Regions from separate parts of the Mus musculus genome. Here region 2 is linked to region 1. A link is a contact called in public promoter capture Hi-C data. All regions are on one chromosome and are shown on one strand. Each heading gives the region's core, a stretch centred on a gene start, on an enhancer-like site or on the middle of the called end of the contact. The rest is flanking DNA. Distances are from core to core; before and after follow the strand shown.

The links. Promoter capture Hi-C pulls out the DNA fragments that hold promoters and counts their contacts.
Region 2: a contact with region 1 is called in a promoter capture Hi-C map of neural stem cells. The contact joins the enhancer-like site here to the promoter of Nefl in region 1. A contact is called at or near these places in 10 of 39 promoter capture datasets (the 3T3-L1 cell line, cranial neural crest, hippocampal neurons and 5 more), 7 of 484 Hi-C or Micro-C datasets (adipose-derived mesenchymal stem cells, cortical neurons, embryonic stem cells and 4 more) and 2 of 115 datasets of contacts at active chromatin or transcription factors (forebrain and neural tube).

Annotation. Positions count from the first base shown.
Region 1 is chr14:68,081,541-68,085,982 of GRCm38.p6, reverse strand. Nefl (neurofilament, light polypeptide) reads right to left here and starts at 2,120. Exons shown (of 4, transcript NM_010910.2): 1 at 974-2,120; 2 at 1-9. The coding sequence starts at 2,020.
Region 2 is chr14:68,691,082-68,695,523 of GRCm38.p6, reverse strand. No RefSeq gene overlaps it. Among named protein-coding and RNA genes, the nearest start is that of Adam28, 37 kb to the right of the region's middle. Within about 2 kb of position 1,818, at least 19 of the 459 cell types and tissues checked have an H3K27ac peak or open chromatin away from gene starts, as enhancers often do. A contact at or near this core is called in neural stem cells, where this site is marked.

The sequences.
Region 1 (4,442 bases), core at 871-3,370:
GATTGTGTCCTGTAGGAAGATTGTTTTAAAAAATTCAAAACACAAATCTCTACTGCATTTGTTTTACTGTAGTATCCATGATAAGTTCTGGTCTTAGTTAACTCCAAAGTGTACACCTTCCAGAAATCTCCCTTAAAATAATGGGGTGGGGTGGGGCATAGGGGGAGGGGTTGGCCTAAAATGCCCAGTCTAGTGAAGCAAGAGAAGGAGAGGAGGAAGAGGAGGGGAGTAGACTGATGTGAACAATTTTGAAAATTGTTCTCAATTGATTATGGTAAGCTGTCTTTTAAAACTACCAAATTGATGATGATATTATTATTATTATTAACCACCCTTGTCACATTTCTTTTAGCCAGGTCGCATTTGGGAAGGGGAATATATATATAGTGTGTGTGTGTTTGTCTAAATAAATATATAAATAAAAATTAAATTATATATATTTGTGTAGCTGTTTGTCTAAAATGCTTCCCCCCGCCAAAGATGAAGAACTTTTTTTTTAATGGACTGCAGTGATTAATTGCTAAAATATTGTGACTGTATTCTTGTGTCCCTATTAAAAAAAAAAACTATCCCAAGGCTGGGTGGCCCAAAACTAGTGAGAGCTAGCAGGCATATTTATTAACCAGGAGATCCAGGAAGTACTGAGGGTAACTTGGGAGTTAAGGGTTGTCAGTAAAGAGAAGGCATTACTTGGCAACGCCCAACTCCGACTCCCTCCGCCCCTTCCTCCCAACTCACCCCTAACAACCCTGATTCAACCAGAACAAGCAATCCCCAGGCAGCAGTCGCGCCCCGCCCCCTCCAAATGCCCCATCCTTTCCACAACCTCTCGGAAGCCAAGCCCTCTGATAGCTGCTCTGTGCTCTAGAACCCCCTAGCGTTCACTCTCTGGGTACACCCTGACTCCCCCCCCCCCCGCCGCCGCCCCTACCGTGGACCTCCCCACCCCCACTGAGCTTAAACCGTACTATACCTGCATGGCGCTAATGTCTGCATTCTGCTTGTCCTCTAGCTCCTGCAGCTGCTTCTCCAGAGCTTCGTTCATACCCCGGCAGGCTTCGATCTCCAGGGTCTTAGCCTTGAGCAGGCGGCGGCTTTCCGACACCTCGTCCTTGGCAGCGCGCACAGCGTCGGTGTTCTTGGCGGCGCTCTCGGTTAGCACGGTGAAGCGGCTCTTGAACCACTCTTCGGCGTTCTGCATGTTCTTGGCGGCCAGCTTCTCGTACTGAGCGCGGATGTCCTTGAGAGCGGCGGAGAGGTCGGGCTTGGAGGACACGTCCATCTCCACGGAGATCTGAGCATACTGGATCTGAGCCTGCAGCTCGGCGATCTCTTCCTCGTGCACCTTCTTCAGGAAAGCTATCTCGTCCATCAGGCTGTCGATGCGCTTCTCCAGCTCGGCGCGGGCGAGCGCGGCCTCATCCGCACCTTTGCGCGCTTCCATCAGCCGGCCCTCGGCGTCCTCGCGGCTCAGCACTTCTTCCTCATAGCGAGCCTGCAGGTTGCGCAGAGTCTCCTCCAGCCCCTCGCGCTCGCCCTGCAGCGCCTGCTTCTCGTTAGTGGCGTCTTCCGCTGCCAGCCGCAGATCGCGGATCTCCTGCTCGTACAGGGCGCGGAAGCGGGAAGGCTCAGAGTGTTTCTGGCGCAGCACCAACAGCTCGGCTTCCAGGACCTTGTTCTGCTGCTCCAGCTCGTGCACGCGCTCGATGAAGCTGGCGAAGCGATCGTTGAGGTCCTGCAGCTGTGCCTTCTCTTGTGTGCGGATAGACTTGAGGTCGTTGCTGATGGCGGCTACCTGGCTCAGATCGAGATTCTCCAGGCTGGGCATCAAAGAGCCAGAGCTGGACGAGTAGCTGCGGCGCACGGACAGCGAGGAGGAGACCGGCGCGGAGTAGCTGGAGTACGCGGAGCGCGCCGTGCTGTAGCCGCTGCGCACGCTGGAGATGTGCACCCGGGGCGTCTCCACATAGCGCCGCTTGTAGGAGGTCGAAAAGTACGGATCGTAGCCGAACGAACTCATGGTGGCGGCCGGTGCGCCCCTCAGGCCCGGGGCGGAGATGGGGGACCTAGAGAGAAGAACGGGGGAGAAGAGGGAAAGGGGAGGATGGATGGCTGTGTGCGGCTCGGCGCGGTCCTGCCACCTCTATTTATACGCCGGGACTCTGACGCAGACTGTGATCGATCGCCGTGCGCAGGCCAGTGGGGGCAGCGCGTTGCTGCAGCCAAGGGGAGGATTCTGCGCAAAAGCAAAGGCGGGGGCGAACGACAGAAGGCTAGCGAGCTGCGGCTCCAGCCTGGCCGCTTTTCTATGAGGACCCCTACTTTCTCTGAGACCCCCATAACTTCCCTGCTTATTCTTTTCCTTTCCTATTCCCCCGTCCCATCCTGCCTCTTAATACCTAAAGCCCACATCACTAGGACTCTTAAATGTTCCAAATAAAAAGGTTCGCGATCCCTACTGACACATCAACTTTTAACATCCAATGTCACAAAGACACCTTCACCCCACCCCACCCCACCCCACCCCACTCCCAGCTTTCCCTTTTTGCCTCAGGGACCCTCTCAAGCACCCTGATTCGTGTTTAAGCAGCACGTTTGGGTTGCTGACAATAGCTAATGTTCTTGCGGCATTACTGCAGGAAAAGTTTTGCATGTCTTTGTAGCTATTTTCTGACGTTTTCTTAAATTCGCCCCACTTTCTCCTGCCTCCTTTTATTTTTATTTCTATTTCTTTCCGTATTACTCTTCTTCTCAATACATAGGGAAATTGCACCACTACACACCATTGGAACCGCAGGACAGCGGGTGTTCATTTTGGCATTTTAAAACCTTTACAGCAGTTAATTTGTCTGACACCTTTCATAGAATTTCCCCTTTCTTTGTGAGAAATGTAGTCGGGAATGCTTAGGAGGGGTTGGAACCAGCCAGGTAAAGATTTGCAAGGCAAAAGACGGGCGCGCTCGGCCGCGGGAGAACTTCAGGGTGCCTTTATCCTCACTGAGCTATTCATACTTCCAACGCCTCAAAAGCCTCTTCTCCTCTTTTTAACACCTGTGTGGTACCCCAACCTGATGGTTTCAACAAGCCATGAAGGTAGATGGGGAGAGAGAGAGAGAGAGAGAGAGAGAGAGAGAGAGAGAGAGAGAGACTGCTGCAAAGGGCTACCCGCTCTGGGTGTGGTCTTCAGGAAGAGAACGCTGCATGGAGCCTGCTGAAATTCACAGATAATAGATACACTTAGGAACCTATGGGCTTCCTTCAGGGAGCACCCAGATACCAGAGTGGGCACGCCAAACGCACGTGGGTGCAACATTTTCATACTCGCGTTGTGAGCGCCTGCAGTTCCGAAGAGATACTGCAGATTTGTAAGAAATAACTAAAACCTTTAAGCAAGCATTTGGCGTTTTGTTTAATTTGTTCAATGTATCGCTGGCTTGCTGATTCCTTTAAATGGCACAGTGGGAGGTTACCGTTTTCAAGTAAAAAGTAGTGAAATTTTTGGAGTTGTACTCGGTCGCTTCTGGAGACCAAACAGAGGATGAAGGGAGCTTAATTCTGTATATTCCTTTCTCGTGTTACACATACTGTGATTCTGATAACTCGCCCCTTCAAAGAAGAAAACTGGGCTGAAGCAGAAGACTTCTGTAAGGTTGCTGGTGGCTTAAAGCTGTTAAGTCTAAGCCATATTAGAAGCCCACCCGTGTTTACACAATCTAAGCTTTCAAACCTAATCACCAGGCTGCCTGAGTGTGGCTGGCATACAGAGCCAAGCGTTTCTTCAGATGGTTCTCTGTAGCCTGTATCTTCTTTTTCTCATTCATCGCTGAACAAGAGGACTGAAGAGGTTGGGAGGTGGGACAGAGAAAAAAAGTCTTGAATAAGCCATGGCTTTTCTTCCTTCCCATTACTCATATAGAAGAGGAGTTTCAATTGTTTCCCCCAAGCTCGCTCCATGTAACTTCTATTATTTCAATCTTTTGTAAAGGTTGGGTGTGGTTCATTTCCATTCTGCCAGTGCTTTTCCGCCAGAGTTACAGGTCATTCTCAGAGATCTTAGGTGCTCGTGTGTGTGTGTGTGTGTGTGTGTGTGTGTGTGTGAGAGAGAGAGAGAGAGAGAGAGAGAGAGAGAGACAGAGACAGAGACAGAGACAGAGACAGAGACAGAGAGACAGAGACAGAGAGAGACAGAGAGAGACAGAGACAGAGAGACAGAGAGAGAGACAGAGACAGAGACAGAGAGAGAGAGAGAGATTTCTATTGAGGGGCAGGGCTCCTTGATAATGCCTTTGACTGCAGAGCAGACTGCCCACAAGGGAGTGATGCATCTGGTGCTGCAGGGGCCGGGAGATGTTGCAGAGAAAATAAACTATAGGGCACCTTCTGTGGTCCAGTAGGTAGCAGGGAGATGAGGCAAGTACTTGGACCTTATGGCAAGCATCCAG
Region 2 (4,442 bases), core at 569-3,068, 610 kb before region 1:
CAAAACTTGGTTCTCCACAAAAGCTACAAGCACTTTTAACCCGAGCTATATCTTCAGTCCTTTAGAATAATAGTTTTCAATAAGATATTTATTCTGTGAGAATGCTGATGAATTTTCAAATTTAAACAGATCGCCAGCCTCTGAGCAGTGAAGGCATAGGTTTTTTTCTTCCCTTTTATTTTCTTGGTAATCCAAGCATTCATATCCTTAGCGCACATGTTTCCATCCTTACATAAGAGTCTATGTTATGGACAATTTTAGGGGTTATGGCTGCTTATCAGAGGAATGATTTCTGGAGTTTTATCTTATCTCTAATCTACCAGGATCCAGTTGGATGAGGCCTAAGCTCTTAACAAAAGAAGCTATTGGTTCTTACTGACCCAAAGATCATTAATTCTTAAAAGGAAAACATTGAAATGAATGGCTGTTAAAGCTATTCATTGATCCACCAGGCTTTCTCTGTCTGTTCCTCTGTCTCTGTCTCCCTCTCTGTCTCTCCCTCTCCCTCTCTCTGTCTCTCTCTGGCAAAGGACAATGGAACCATAGTGGCTTGGGTCTCCAGAAGCTGACTGTTGGTTTGTACTGGTTTCTCCCAAAGGTCCTGATACCTCTTTGGAGATCACTAAAGCATCATGGAAAGCAGGAACTGGCCTGGTTATCACTGGTTTTTATTTGTTTTGTTTTATTCTGTTTTTACTTAAGACTCAATTAAAATGCTTCATATAAATTTGCCCACCATTACTTCAATCTGATTTTTTTTTCTATTATTCTTTAGTAAATTGATTTCACAGACAATGAAGCACAAGAACAAACTCTCAAAGCCCCCCTCCTTGCTCACTCTTTTGATACTGTGTGAGTGTATAGACACCTGTGCCAACAATCAGTGTGATGCCAGATGTCGGCAGAGCAAACCAAGGAGTTGAAACAAAGCCATGAAGTCCATCCCAACATACACAACATACTAACACAGCACACTAGATGATCCTGAAGGACACCCAAGTGCTGAGATCCAGCTGTTTGGGATTCTACAGTTGTGCAGAGGGCAGAGAATGGCAGACTTTACCTGAGACAGAGAAAGGACAATGTGGCAAGACCCTTGAAGGCTTTGACTGGACAGTAAGGCCCAAAGGTTGGTAAAGCCATTTAATAAAGGCAGAACAGGGAAGGGCCTGGCGGTGTGGGGTTATGTGTGCAGAGGCGTTGGAACTATGAACTCTCCTGGTGAGTCAAAGAAAGAGTATGCAGACACGGACTAGCTTGTGCTCAAACTCATTCATCTCATCCCTTAGATGATGATCCAAGAAAAAAACATGGCCACTCATTTTTAACAGGGGAAAAAAATGGGAGATTATATTTGTTATCATTTAAGTTTTAATCTATGAGCATATAGTATTTGGAAGATAGTTCTGTTTTAACCATAGCTATAGAGTTGGAAGAGCTTATATAATATATTCAAATGTGGGTGAGTTTATTTTGTGAGTACTCTCTCCCTTCCAGGTACACATGACTAAGGCACTGGGCACTCTCAGTCAGCTCAGCATTACCCTGGATAGATAGTGTCAGTTACCAGGTACCAACCACCCAAGAAGTGAAATCCAACCTTTCAAGAGTAAGATGTAAAGGCAACTTTAAAAGAAGTCCATTCCCCTGTTCCCATCCATGTGCCATCTTCAGGGACAAAGCCCATCTAGGCATATAAGAAGCAAATGGAAGCAAATTCATCCATGTGACAGAACCATAGCTCTATTGTACTTAGCGAGGGAACGCTAAAAAGCCCTTTCCCAGATGACTAGTCAATTTAACTGGCTTGCTCAGCTTGGGTTGCCATGGTTACAGTTTTTCTTCCATGCCCTGGCTCACTCACAGGCCTCTGGCTCTGGATGGGAGTGGACTGAGAACAGGAAACACTGCTCTGCCCACCCTGTTTCCTTCCAGCTCAGCACTAGGAAGTGCTGAGGACATGAAGGTGTTCACGCAAGTCAGCTCCGGACTTTCGCTGACATCCGCTCAGTTAGTTCCTGACTTGCTTCGGGAAAGCACTGTGCTCCCAACTGAGGAACAAATCGGCAGTAGGAGGTGCTCACATGTGTCCCTGTGGTTAGGCCACTGCTAAGAGTCTCACCTAGAGTCACCCTCATAGACTCCCAGAGCCTCCCCCATCCAAGGTCTTTGGTGCATCCTAGAAATGCTCCCTACCCACCATCCCCCATTTCTGTTCACTCTCCTGTCCTACCTGCATCTTATCCCCTTCCCCATCCATTCCTCTTTACATCCCCTCTCCCATTCAGTTATCTCCCTACATCCACTTCAGATGACAACTTTATTTCACCTTCTGAGTGAGATTCACACTCTCCCTTGGACCCTTCTTAACTATGTACTGGGATTCCTTGGAGACCACTGTGAACTCAACTTTGACGAGTATGCCAATCAGTCACGTTTCACATGGAGGTCTGTGGGTGGGAGAAACAGCTACGACTGTGACTGCACAGGTAGTGGATTTATAAGGACATGCTGAGACTTTGTTAGTCAAAGCCTTGTCACAATGACACAACATGTGAAGACGCTATTGACAGCTATATTCATCACTTCTGGCCTGGATATACAGGTGCCCTGTGTGAGATGGGCATAAATGAATATGCTAGCAACCTCTGCCAATCTGGGGGGAGGGATGTTCCAAGCTGTTCTCAGAGGATTAATAGGGACGAATTACAGGTCTGTCTTCCTCCTTCAACTACCTTGGAGCCTCAAGCTATGTTTGTATCTGTCATCCCAGACTCACAGACAGGAGTCTAGCATAACTGTCCTTTGAGAGGCTCCACCCTGTAGCTATAGAAACAGATGCAAGACCCACAGGTGAATATTAAATGGAGCTTTGGAAGTCTGTGGAAGAGTTGGGGGGAGAATCGACCCAGAATGGAAAGGAACTCTACAAGAAGACTATTATAGTCAACTAACCTATAGTCTTGGGAGTTCCCAAAGACTGAACCACCAAACAATCAACATTCAAGGGCTGGATCTAGGTTCCCTGCACATACGTAGCAGATGTGCAGTTTGGTTTTCATGTAGGTTCCGCAACAACTGGAGCAGGACTTACCTTGACTCTGTGGATCCTATTCCCCTAACTGGGCTTCCTTGTCTGGCCTCAGTGGGAGAGGATGTGCCTAGGGCTGCAGTGACTTGAGGCACCCAGGTGAGTTAGTTACCAGTAGGAACCTCCCTCTTCTCAGAGGTGAGAGGAGTGGCCATGTGAGGGGAGAAGCCATGTGAGAGGGGACTTGGGGTAGGGTGGCTGCAATCAGAATAAATGAATGCATTAATGTATAAATTAATGTAAAGATATTTTGGGAGAGAATTGTGAGTTATTATTACATACAGGTTAAATACAAAGCAGGAAAATCAAGAAATTGCTGGACCCCCATATGGTAGCACATGTCTGCAATCTCAGTCCTCAGGAGGAGGCTGACACAGGGGGATTGCCAGTAGCTCAAGGCCAGCCTAGGTTACAAAATGCATAGGAGGCTAGCCTGGGTTGCAGAGTAATATTGTCACAAGCAAGAAATGGAAGAGTGAATGAAAAACTGAATGACAGCATCAAAAAAAGAAAGGAAGAAAGAAAGAAAGAGAGAGAGAGAGAGAGAGAGGGAGAGAGAGAGAGAGAGAGAGAGAGAGAGAGAGAGAGAGAGAAATTTGATGGCTGTTTAGAACCAATTTGATTATAGTACTTGTACATGAAAATTGGTAAATATTCTTTCTGAAAGAAATAATAGCTCATAATGTAAATGGGAAAATATCCTATGAAATCTACTTTAGAAAACCACTTAAAATTGGAACTTATCTGAGAAAAAAATTTAAAGGTAAATAAGAGAATACCTCTATGGGGTCAAATCCTTATGGAACCTGGAAAACTTATTTCCTCATCTTTGGGGTTGCAAGTGATAAAGTATTTTAGTAGTATCAATGCCCCCCCTTCCCTGTCAGTGCTTTCAGTTGAATTCAAGGCTTCTCAGCTGTTGCCATCTGCTTAGATTGCCCAATGTCAGAAGAAAGTAGTCACCTCGTTACTTGTAAGAATTTCTAGCTTTTACTCCTTCAACTCCACAAATGCTCCACCTCCAAACCTTGATATTCAATGGGCCTTTGTCGTTGGGGCTCTGAACAGCACATGCACAGCATCAGTCCTTAATTGTATGGATGTTTTTATTTAAGAAAAAACCAGCAGCGGTACTGAGAATGCCACTGTAGGAATCCTAAACTTTACCAGCTTCCTTGATGGGAAAGTTGTGTTAATTTATGTGTTAGTTTAGTTGCAATCTTGAATATCCAATTTATAATACTGAATATCCAAGAAAACATTATTCTAGGCATCCCAGTTACCCACTTGAGTCTGTATACTATATTCAATGTGTGCTTGTATCAAGCACAGCTATACTGTGTGTCAGTCC